3 separate regions of the Mus musculus genome follow, and regions 1 and 2 are each linked to region 3. The links are chromatin contacts, called in public HiChIP or PLAC-seq maps. All regions are on one chromosome and are shown on one strand. Each heading gives the region's core, a stretch centred on a gene start, on an enhancer-like site or on the middle of the called end of the contact. The rest is flanking DNA. Distances are from core to core; before and after follow the strand shown. Region 1 has its middle 36 kb from the start of Hunk. Region 2 holds the start of Hunk (hormonally upregulated Neu-associated kinase). Region 3 has its middle 21 kb from the start of Gm36169.

Region 1 (3,493 bases), core at 482-2,981, 310 kb before region 3:
ATTGCCCCATATTAGGGAGTGCAGCCTTCACTGTTGTCTGCCAGTCTCCTGGGGTCATGGCTAAAGTAGCAAATCTTTCAATTTGGGAGATAGTGAAGTTGGCACTAACTCCATAATTGCGAACCGACTCAGCAAGTTCTTTTATCTGAGTATACTCCACGGGGGCGTGTACTCGCCCTCCATCTGCAGCTTCAAAGACAGGAAATGCCTGATATAATTTTTTCTTTTCCTCCTTTGAAAGAAAAGAATCAGAATAAAATTTCTCCACATAAGGTGGAGGTGTATTGAGACTAGAAGGCCCAGAGGTGGCCTGTTCTGTGTCTCCAGTAACTTTTAATTTTTTCTCTGATTTCTTCACTCGCCTTTCCTCTGGATGGTATCTTTCTTTTTTATAATGAGCTGCCTCATAATGCGACTCCTCTTCCTCAGAGGAGCTAAGCTCATCTGCTTTTAAACTATCAAGCTTTAAAGCCTCTAGTTCCTTTACCGGATAAAGGCTTTTCCTTTTCTGAACTTTCTCCTTTTCCTTTTTCTCTCCCTGAGGACTTATCCTCAAATTTTTCACTTCCTCTGACTCAAGGTCTCTGGAAGGGCTTTTTACTTTGTGCACATTTTCCTTTTTTGGAGCTCCTAACCTTTCACACCATTCCGTTTCTGCCATGCTGTCCTGTGCTTCTTCTAATATTGCCTGCCCTGTTATTATTGCTGGACGGCATCTCTCATCCTCCAGACACGATCTCACCAGTTTCCATAATGGCATGGTCCCTGCCTTTAATTTCCCATTCTGTTGTTCCTTAGCTAAGTCTTCCCTTAATTTCTCCCAAGAGGAAAGAGTTAACGACCCTGAACACGCGTACCAAGGTGATATACGTTCTATTTCCTTAATGAACGTTTCTAAGGTTCTTGTAGAAACTTTTATCTCTCGCTGTTTTAAAACAGAGTGTAGAGCTGTAGTTACAGAATGTGAATTTCCCATACTGCTCCCTTATCTACGAGAGGCTTAAATATGAGACGAGCACTGCGGCTTATATACGTCCGTCTGACTGTGCTTCACAGCATTCAAAACTTTTTCTTTCAGCGCCACTTCTGGTGAGTGCAGGATCAAACCAGGAGAAATAGGGTTAACACAGCCAGCATGAGAACAAAAGGCTTTTAGTGCCACCTTCCAGTTAAGGGGAGGGATTAAGAAGGATCAGAGTTACTTACAAGGATTCAGCATGCTCTCGGAATTCCAAAATCCACCGTGGTTCTGAAATCTGCTCCGGTTGGTCGGAGGGTCTCCTCTAGGTGCCTGCGTTGTTAAGGCGTTTTTTCCCGGGTTTCAGCACCAAGTATCCCGAGCTTATCCCCGTCCCGCGGGAAATAAACACAGGACACACCAGATTCTTCCACGGTTAACTTTTACTTCTATATCATATTGAGGTAGACAAAGAAAGCTCAGAAAGTGTGTGGCTTAAATACTTTTGGTGACGTGTCTAAACTAGGACTGGTAGCAACACCCATGATCCTCATGCACCCTGGGGATAGGTTAAAGCCCCCAGGGGTTGGGCAAAAGCCTCGGAGATGGACTGGTGACTTTGGCTGGCTGTGCTCACGCAGCTGCGCACAATGAGGTTTAGCACCATCTAGTGGCGGCACGTAGATTGCAGCCCTTTACACTTACTGGCTTTCTCTCCATGTCTTACTCAGATTGCTTTCTTATACAATCCATGGCGGTAGCCACCAGCTCTGGGGGCGGCACCGCCCACAGTGGGCCGGGCCCTCCCACACCAATCATTAATCATGAAAATGCCCCCATAGACTTGCCTATAGGCCAATCTGACAGAGGCACTTTCTTTTTTCTTTCTCTTTTTAAGATTTATTAATTTATTTCACATGAATACACAGCAGCTGTCTTGAGACGCACCAGAAGAGGGCATTAGATCCCATTACAGATGGTTGTGAGCCACCTTATGGTTGCTGGGAATTGAACTCAGGACCTCTGAGAGAGCAGACAGCGCTCTTAACCTCTGAGGCACCTCTCCAGTCCTAGAGGCATTTTCTTAAGTGAGGTCTCTCTTCCCAGGTGACTATAGTTTGTGTCAAGCTGACAAAAATTAAGCAACAGAGACAGCACGCCATGCTATGTCAGCAGCTTCATGCATACTGCATTTTCTGCAACCTCCTCATTGCATGGAGGGGTCATGCTGAATCATTGCCCCACCCCCACCCCCAGCTCATGACATTCATTTCACTGTGTTCCCCTTGTTAGTTTACACTTTAGATAAATTGTGGCCATCTTACTGCATGTGAAGTGACATTGCATTATGGTTTTCGTATCTACTGCCTGAATAACAATAATATTGCAATCTTTCTGTGGGCTCTTTGGTTATTCGTGTAGCTCCTTTGGGCAGATGTCTGTTCCGTGCCACACCCATTTGAAAAAATCTGAGTTCTTTGTTGTTTGTGTTTGTGTTGTTGCAGGGCATCTGCCAGTGAAGGCTACCTGGACATGGGTTTGAGCAGACAGAAAGTTGATACGAGCCGCCAGTGACTAACTACACTGGGCGTTTGGGATCCCAGGGTCGCCCTGAGCCTTTCTCAGAGGGACTTTTAAGCCCACAAACCATATTCCGGGTTGACGTACTTCAGTTAACAGAAAGCAGAGGTACAGAAGCCAAAAAGCAAGGTTAGTACTTTTAGGGACTTTCCCCGGCTTTGACAGATTAGATTTTTGTTTTACTTTTGGCAGGTGGTGCTGAGTTTACGGCCAGAATGGCACTTCCATCATGGAGTCAGTTGTGCTAAGGTCTGGGGGCCTACTGGCTATCATGTGCCCTTGATATTAAAGTCACATCAGATGCATTTTCTTTTGTTATGTTGGTGGTCTTGTCTTTTACTTTTTTCACAAGGTTCTTTTACGGACAAACATTCTGACTTTGATCAAGCCACGCTCACCTGTTCTTTCTTTTGAGGTCTGTGCTTTTTGTGTCACATCGAAGAATCTGTTGCCAAATCTAAGGCCATAGATTTAGGCCGCCGATCATTTTGAGTTACTATTTCTGTGGTGTGACGTGAAGGCTGAACTTGGCTCTTTCTTGCGTGTGAAACTGGTTCACCGATTGCCGTCTATTAAAAACATTCTTTTCCTATTGAATGATCTTGACAGTCTTGGAAAATACCAGTCGGCCGCATAGAAATGGATTAGTTTTTGTATTTAAAATTGTATTTCCCTGGCCTCAACGTTTATTTTTATACCCATTGTTTTGGTTATTTTTATTTTGCCACATGCAAATTGGAAGGAATAAGTATTCTGTTATTGCTCAAAAATATAACTTGATTATCTAGACTCTCTAACAATTCTGTATAACTGTGAGGGCTTGGGTCCTCCCGCCCCTAAATACTTCAATAGGGCTTGTGCGTAAATTGCTTCATGCCCAACTCTTCTTTCTTTCTCAGACTATGCTACGACACTCGGTAAGGTTTCTTAGCTGATCTCACAGATGCCAACCCA
Region 2 (3,689 bases), core at 470-2,969, 270 kb before region 3:
TCCCTCTCCCCACTTCCTGCCTTTAAAAAATTCAATTACTGAATTAGAAACGTGAAAATGTTTGGATGAGCCCTGCAGAAACTGTAGGAGCTAAGGCGTCCCTCAAGTACAGCAAGAAAGCAGTGGAAAGCTTGTCTTTAACGTAGGAAATCCAGAGCAATGAGACCCCAACCCAAGACAAGACTAGACTCGGTCATAATAGCAAGGGTGGAGACTCACAGCTTATGCGTGGTTCAAACCAACAGATGCCTGAACTTGAAAAACGGTCATTTTGGGGGTTACTTTCTAGATAGGCCAGGAAAGGGATCTTCCCCGCCCCAAGACTGGATGGGTGACAGCTGTGTCCCCTCCCCCACCTCAGAGCATAAATGTGGATCGATGATGTCATAACTGTTTACTGCGGGGTAAACAATGAAATGAACTTTGTTAGGACCGAATCCTCCCTTTGAGCTCAGATGATGTGTGATCAGAGGTTAAATTTGCATTAGACGCGGGCACCTCAACAGGTCGCATTTTGGAAAGCCCTCTCCGCATCCTTTTTGTGTGTGTGTGTCTCTCATTTCGCTTCAGGAATATATTGGGGATCCTGGAGAATAATGGGTAGGTGTCTCAGGCTGTTTATGTTTATTGTTTAGGTGAAATCAGTGCACTCACAGAGCCCGCAGAATAAAAGCATTCAGGAGCAGTGAGGCTCCGGTCCGGTCCGGTCCGGCTCACCCTGCAATACATCATCTCTAAGGAAAGCAGAGAGGGGGCAAACGAACGCGCACAAGCAGCAAACGCCCTGGTTCCTACGCTGCCGCCACTACTGTTAGCTGTGGCGGCTGCTTCTCCACGGACAACAGCAATCGAGTATGTGTGCGAGCCCCGACACATAGCCTGCTAGGTACCCACCCACCCATCTTCCATAGTCCCTACTGTGTGCCAGGTTCTGGGTTGGGTATCCAACTCTGCTACAGTCCAAAGCTTCTCTTTCTCTTTCCCCTGCCTATGGTGGGTGCTGTTGGTGAGGACATTCACTCTCGAAAGGGCCAGAAAGCTCAAGCTCAGAACCTGCGCGATCCGCACCCCGGGAGGCAGCAGGTCTTGGGCAGCCCAGGAGCGCGCGTCTACGCGGCCGCGCGGGGTCCCCCTGTCTGGCGCTCAGGTGGCTTCGCCGCCCACTCCGCCGCTCCCTTCCCCTCCCCTCTCCAGCGAGGGTCGAGTTCGGCTGTTGCGCGCGGGGAAGGAAGGAGGGGCTACGAGGGATTTGAAAGTGCTCAAGCTGCGGAGTGGAGCTCGCTTCTGTCCCCGCCGCCCGCGAGCGGATTAAATTTCTGCAAATTCAAACTGAATGGGGCTTTCTTCTGCTGCCTTCCAGAGGGCGCCTGCAGCCCGCCGCGCGCTCCTCTCCGGCGGGAGCGGCCCCGGGGAGCACCGCTGAGGACCCGGCGGGCCAGAGGGCGGCGGCGCCCGGGCTTGGGGGACTCCGCCACCGGACTGTGCCCCTCTCGGACCAGCAGCCGCTGTTCCCTCTCACAGCCGATCGGGGCACCAGACGGGACCGCGGGCGCGATCTGGGCGATCGATCCTCGGAGGACGAACTTCTCGGGGGCGGGTCCCCGGTCGCCCGGTCGCCAGCTATTGTCTGCGCGCGGCGCTAGCACAGAGGCGCGGGGGGCGTGAGCACAGAGACCCGGGCCGGGCGGGGCCGGGTCCAGGGCGGCGGCAGGAGGAGCCAGGGCAGCCCCGGGAGCCGGAGGAGGAGCGGCTGCGAGCGCGGGAGCCGAGCGAGCGCGATGCCGGCAGCGGCGGGGGACGGGCTCTTGGGCGAGCCGGCGGCACCGGGGGGCGATGGAGGCGCGGAGGACACGACCAGGCCGGCGGCGGCCTGCGAGGGAAGTTTCCTGCCCGCCTGGGTGAGCGGCGTGTCCCGCGAGCGGCTCCGGGACTTCCAGCACCACAAGCGCGTGGGCAACTACCTCATCGGCAGCAGGAAGCTGGGAGAGGGCTCCTTCGCCAAGGTGCGCGAGGGGCTGCACGTGCTGACGGGAGAAAAGGTGAGCTGGGGTGCGCGGGCCTGGCGGGAGGACCCGGGAGCACTGTCCCGCGAGCACTCAGCCTGGCTCTCCAACCCAGTGTGGCTAGACGCACGCTCAGGCTCTCCTAGTGGGCCACCGGGCACCTACTGATGGATGATGGTGGTGATGGGCTCACGTTCGTGGGGTGGGGTACCCGGGCAGATAGATGTACCCGCGAAGCTACCCCGCACCGTCTTTCTGTTTTGTTTTGGAAGGGTGCCGCCTGGCGGACGCCAGGGAAGGGAGGGGAGAGGTGGCGGTGGAGGGTCCTGCGGTAGGGGCATGGATCAGTGCAGAGGCGGGAACTAGATCCAGGCTGGGGTTCAGCTTTGCCTGTGGAATGTGCGGCGGCGGGAGAGCAAGGCAGCCAGTCTGAGGTTGCTTAGAGTTTCATCCCTCCTGGGCTCAGGCGAGGACGTGGAGGGGAGTTGGGGCCCTGTAAGCTCCCCTCTCCCCCCGTGTGGGCTGGGGCAACTGTTGGAGTAACGATCCTGCTTTTGGCAGGTGCAGAACTACACAGGCCCTGGACTCTAGAAGTTTGCAGATACCTTTTCATCTTTCTAGAAGACAGTAAAGGAAAGGGGCCCCTCCCCCACACCCGGAGGGACTCTACTTCGACCTAATTAGAAGTGAGAGAGTGAACTCTTGCCAGGCCGGGTGCGGGCAGATCTCAGGTGTTAACTTAGATTTGTGAAAAGAAACCCAAGAAGCTGACTTACTTTTGAGGCTGGGTGGCCTCAGGCAGGGAATTGCTCTGGGCTGCCAAACTGGTATCTTTGTAGGGACCCAATACTCTAATCACCCAGGCTGGGGGTTGTCCGCGCGGGCGGAGGAGGGGAACTCAGCCGGTCCTAGCAGCAAATAGCCCAAGGGCCAAGCCCTCGGGCCTGCTGCTCTGGGTTTCCTTGCCCAGCCTAGGGGTTTGTGACAGTGATGAACTGTGAGAAGTCTGGTGACAGGCCAGGGCCACCACACTAGTCATTTTCTAGCCTCTGGATACCTTTGATTTCCTCTTGGTTTCTGTTGTCCTGGAAACCCCTACATTTGAGCACTGGGTTCCATCACCCTTTGACTTTATCTTCTTTTTCTGTAGCCATTCCAAGTGGGGTGCCCCTTTATACTGGGTAAGCAGGGTTAGACCGAGCAGTCATTTTCAAGTGTCTCTTGCCCGAATTTCCAAGCAAAAAAAAAAAAAAAAAAAAAAAAAACACCCACAAAAAACAAAAAAACAAAAACAAAAACAAAAAACAAACAAACAAAAAAAACCCAGCATTCAGTATGAACTCACATTAGCTCTTCAAAGGAGAAACTCTTTAGACCCGTCCTAGTTGTTCTCAGTGGAGTAAGGGAATATTTATTTACTTTTTGGTGCGCAGTGGGCTGTCTGCCGGACACACATCAGTGATGCAGACTGATTTCAGGGAGCTCATTTCTGTTCTGGCAGGGAGAGGCGAAGGACTTTGCTCTCAAAATCTAGAGGATTTAGTCTGGCTATGCACATCACCTCTCTAAAGAGATCAGAACTTCTTAGAGCTTTTTGCCATGTTGGGCTGGACCTCAGCTCCTCACTAGGGCAGTTTTGCCCCATGGGATAATACTTTTGTCCTTGGCTGCACTGCCTGGGGTATT
Region 3 (3,618 bases), core at 475-2,974:
CTGAGAGGATGAACAAGGAAATGACAAATAACCCAAATGCTGTCTTCTCCCTCACCGGAAACTCTGCCAGCCACCGACTAGAGCATGCCAGAGAGGGATTTCCGTGGGCTTTGCTCTGGAAAAATGGAACATTTGCAATCTTGGCCCAATCACTCCTCTTCTTCTCAGCCTTCTGAGATCAGGGTTTGATTTTGTAGCCCAGGCTGGTCTGAAGCACCCAGTCCTCCTGCCTCAGCCTCCTGAGGGTTGAGAGTTCAAGCCTGTGCCGCACATACCCAGTTAGTTGTGTTTCTTACGTTGACTGGGAGGGTCACACAGCTTTCCTGTCCTGGTTATTTTTCTCATGGTGACCAAATATCTAGCATGAAGCAATTTAAAAGAAGTGATATTTATTTTGGATTATGGTTTAGAGGTGTATAGTACACCAACATGGGGTAGGCATGTGGCAGGAGACTGAGTCCTCAGGTCACACTACATCTACAGTCAGGAAGCACAGTGCGAATGGAGGCCTAAGACCCCTGGGTCCCCTGTGGCCCACTATGTACATTGAGGTAGCACTTTTTTATTATTGTTATCGAAAATACATTCTTCTCTCATACAATACAGCAGGCCTCAGTTTCCCCTCCCTCCACTCCTCCAAGCTCTGTCCACCTCCCCGTTCCCAGATTCACTCCCCTTCCACTTCCCGCTAGAAAAGAGCAGGCCACCAAGATACAACAACCAAACAGGACAAAACAGGATACTATAAGACAAGGCAAAAGCCCTCATACTGAGGGTGGACGAGGTGACCCAACAGGAGGAAAAGAGGCCCAAGAGCAGGCAAAAGAGTCAGAGACACACTCACCTTCTCTGTTAGAATTCCCACAAAACACCAGACTAACCGCTACCTTAACAACACCGTGAGCAATAGGCCAGCCTTGCTACAGACCCGCCGAGGTTTCAGATGTCAGCTGTGGCATCCGACTATAGCACGTACAATACCACCAAGCTCTCTCTCTCTCTCTCTCTCTCTCTCTCTCTCTCTCTCTCTCTCTCTCTCTCTCTCTCTCCCTCTCTCTCTCTCTCTCTCTCTCCAGCCCAGTTTTTGTTTTAGATGATCAGGGACTTGCTATGTAGCTCAGAACAGCTTGGAAGTAATGATCCTCTTGCCTCATCCTTCCAAACACTGGGATTTCAGGGCTACCACCTCTTAGCCTCAAAGTGCAATTTCTGATGAGTGTTTATCTTGTCTACACCTTCGCCGTGCTAAAGAACTGTAAGTGGAACGATCCTAAGTCACGGATTGTCTGTACGGTGTTTTGTGAGGGCAAACATTATATTTTAGTTTCCAGATTAAAACAAGACGGGTCTGATGCATGCTAAAAGTAACTTATGTGTGTGTGATAGAGGGATGGAGAGGGAGAGGGAGAGGGAGAGAGAGAGAGTAAATCAGTCAATAGACTAGTTTTAAACAAAGTACCGTTGACACACGCAACATCATTCTCATTGCTGTCCTTTGTCACACCCTAAGCCCCTATAAGCACTAAATGGATAGAAATTCCTCTTCCATTCAAGGCAGTCACCGATGAAATAAACCATACATCCCTGTCTGGCTTTTCAGGCCTCAAGGAAAGCCCATTCTAAGTGAGAACAAAGGTTCCAGAGGAAGCGGCTTCACATACCACACAGCCCAATGATTGGCAGGCTGGTTATTAGGCCCGGTTAGCCTCATCTGGCCTTTTAAAGCGCAATATGGTACACATACCACGACATATGAACGCAGAACTCTCCGACAGGCCCTCTGCGGGAGACAATGGAGCTGGCAGCCGGCACCAGAGCGGCTGGGAGGGGAAGGCTCGGTTTCTGCTCATTAACATGTTTGACATTTGGTATCCAAAGGGAAGAACTAATAAATAACCCACCAACGATGACACGCTGCCGGGACAGCTTTTATTACCATCCAGTTAATCCCGCGCTCCAGCTCTGCCCTTTCAGGCCATCTGGCGTCCAGTTATTTACTTATTTTTATTTTCCTGGGGCTTGAACTTGGAACACTTGTCCCCTGCTAGTCTCACATCTTGAAGCCAGCTCTGACAATGGCCGGCTGGCTGGAGGTGATTTAACAGTGATGTCTGTAGAAAATGGAAGTGGGCAGAGACTTCAGCAGGTGACCTTGGAATTGGGGTCACGTGCATGGGATCAGATAGTCATCTCAGACGTCGTGTGGTGAAGGAAACCCACCCGTGATCACCTCTTCTCGGAACCAGTATGTATAGTCTCTGTCTCTCGTGGATACAACACACACAGGTCATCAACTCCCCAATAACATGATGTATTCTAGGGACATAAAAGAGAAGACTTTAGGGACCGTGAGAAGGCTCAGCAAATAAAGGCACTTGCTGCCAAGTCTGAAAACCTGAGTTCAATACCTGGGGCCCACGTGGTAGAGGGAGAGAACTGATTCTGAGACATTGTCCTCTGACTCCACACTTACAGCACAGCATGCATGCGCCCACACATATACTTACACATGTATACAAAAATAAGTACGGAATAAATAAGTACATAATAGTCTCTCTCTCTCTCTCTCTCTCTCTCTCTCTCTCTCTCTCTCTCTCTCTCTCTGCAGGCCAGGATAAGCACTCTCTCTTCAGACCAGGAAAGTGAGTAATCTCTCTCCGTCTCTCTCTGTCCCTCTCTGTCTCTTTCTCTGTCTCTCTCTCTTTCTGTCTGTCTCTCTCTCTGTGTCGCTCTCTCTGTCGCTCTCTGTCGCTGTTTCTGTCTCTGTCTCTCTGTCTCTCTCTCTCTTTCTCTCTCTCTGCAGGCCAGGATGAACGCTCTTTCCAAGATCAAAGCATGCTGGTACTTTGATCTTGAACTTCCGGCTTACAGAACTCTGATAAATAAATATCCCTTCTCTAAGTCCCCTGGTCTATGGCATTTTTGTGACATTTGTGACAGCAGCCCAGGATCCTTAGGAGTGCCAGCAACAGTTTCATAGATGCTGACAAGACACACAGAGAGGTGGCTGCTCAGAGCCACGGCAGTGCAGGAGCATCCGTTGTTGTATAGCTGATTTCTAGGATGAGACAAAGGACAAGTGAGAGTTCATTTTAAGAGAGGCACCCTCAGCCTAGGCACCCCGAACCTGTTATGGAGTGCCCCTGTGAGACATCCCCGAGCACTGTCTCCAACCAAGGCCTCCAAGCGTACAGAGGTCAACTCTCCACCAGAGGATGTTACAAAACCTGAACCACGCCTAACTACGGAAGGAGAAATGTCTCAGAGCTGGATCTCTCTGGTTGGTCTGTCTGTCTAGTTCCCTGGAAGACAATCAGTGGTGGCATCTCCTAGATACACACTTGCATCTCAATGGAGAGTTTATAGCTTGCCCTTGCCCAGCCCCCGCCTCATGCCTGGCCACACCACTATGGCCCTGGCTCTCTCACCCCCTCCCTTTGACCGTGTACTTCTCTCTTTCTTTTTCACCCCCAAACTTGATAGATGTCACTCACAGCTCATTCTTTACTTGTAACACTATAAAGCCCCTCCTCAGACCTCTTTGGACATCCCCAAGGCAGAACAGGAAGTCTTCTATCTGCCAATCCCACAGGCCTTATGCAGATGTGACTTTAATGA

Evidence for each region. HiChIP or PLAC-seq counts read pairs in DNA pulled down with a chosen protein or histone mark.
Region 1: an H3K4me3 HiChIP or PLAC-seq map of embryonic basal ganglia shows a contact between it and region 3, with 3 times the contacts expected there. The contact joins two enhancer-like sites. A contact is called at or near these places in 2 of 484 Hi-C or Micro-C datasets (embryonic stem cells and induced pluripotent stem cells) and 1 of 115 datasets of contacts at active chromatin or transcription factors (embryonic basal ganglia).
Region 2: a contact with region 3 is called in an H3K4me3 HiChIP or PLAC-seq map of embryonic limb bud, with 5 times the contacts expected there. The contact joins the promoter of Hunk here to the enhancer-like site in region 3. A contact is called at or near these places in 6 of 39 promoter capture datasets (cranial neural crest, embryonic stem cells, frontonasal cranial neural crest and 2 more), 2 of 15 datasets of contacts at CTCF or cohesin (embryonic stem cells and stem cell-derived epiblast-like cells), 28 of 484 Hi-C or Micro-C datasets (CD8 T cells, the HL-1 cell line, bone marrow-derived macrophages and 3 more), 23 of 115 datasets of contacts at active chromatin or transcription factors (bone marrow-derived macrophages, craniofacial prominence, embryonic basal ganglia and 11 more) and 2 of 9 other capture datasets (liver and pancreatic islet).

Annotation. Positions count from the first base shown.
Region 1 is chr16:90,348,215-90,351,707 of GRCm38.p6, forward strand. No RefSeq gene overlaps it. Among named protein-coding and RNA genes, the nearest start is that of Hunk, 36 kb to the right of the region's middle. Within about 2 kb of position 1,732, at least 76 of the 459 cell types and tissues checked have an H3K27ac peak or open chromatin away from gene starts, as enhancers often do. A contact at or near this core is called in embryonic basal ganglia, where this site is marked.
Region 2 is chr16:90,384,678-90,388,366 of GRCm38.p6, forward strand. It overlaps Hunk (hormonally upregulated Neu-associated kinase), which reads left to right and starts at 1,720. Exons shown (of 11, transcript NM_015755.2): 1 at 1,720-2,039. The coding sequence starts at 1,779.
Region 3 is chr16:90,654,962-90,658,579 of GRCm38.p6, forward strand. No RefSeq gene overlaps it. Among named protein-coding and RNA genes, the nearest start is that of Gm36169, 21 kb to the right of the region's middle. Within about 2 kb of position 1,725, at least 41 of the 459 cell types and tissues checked have an H3K27ac peak or open chromatin away from gene starts, as enhancers often do. A contact at or near this core is called in craniofacial prominence, embryonic basal ganglia, embryonic forebrain and 2 more, where this site is marked.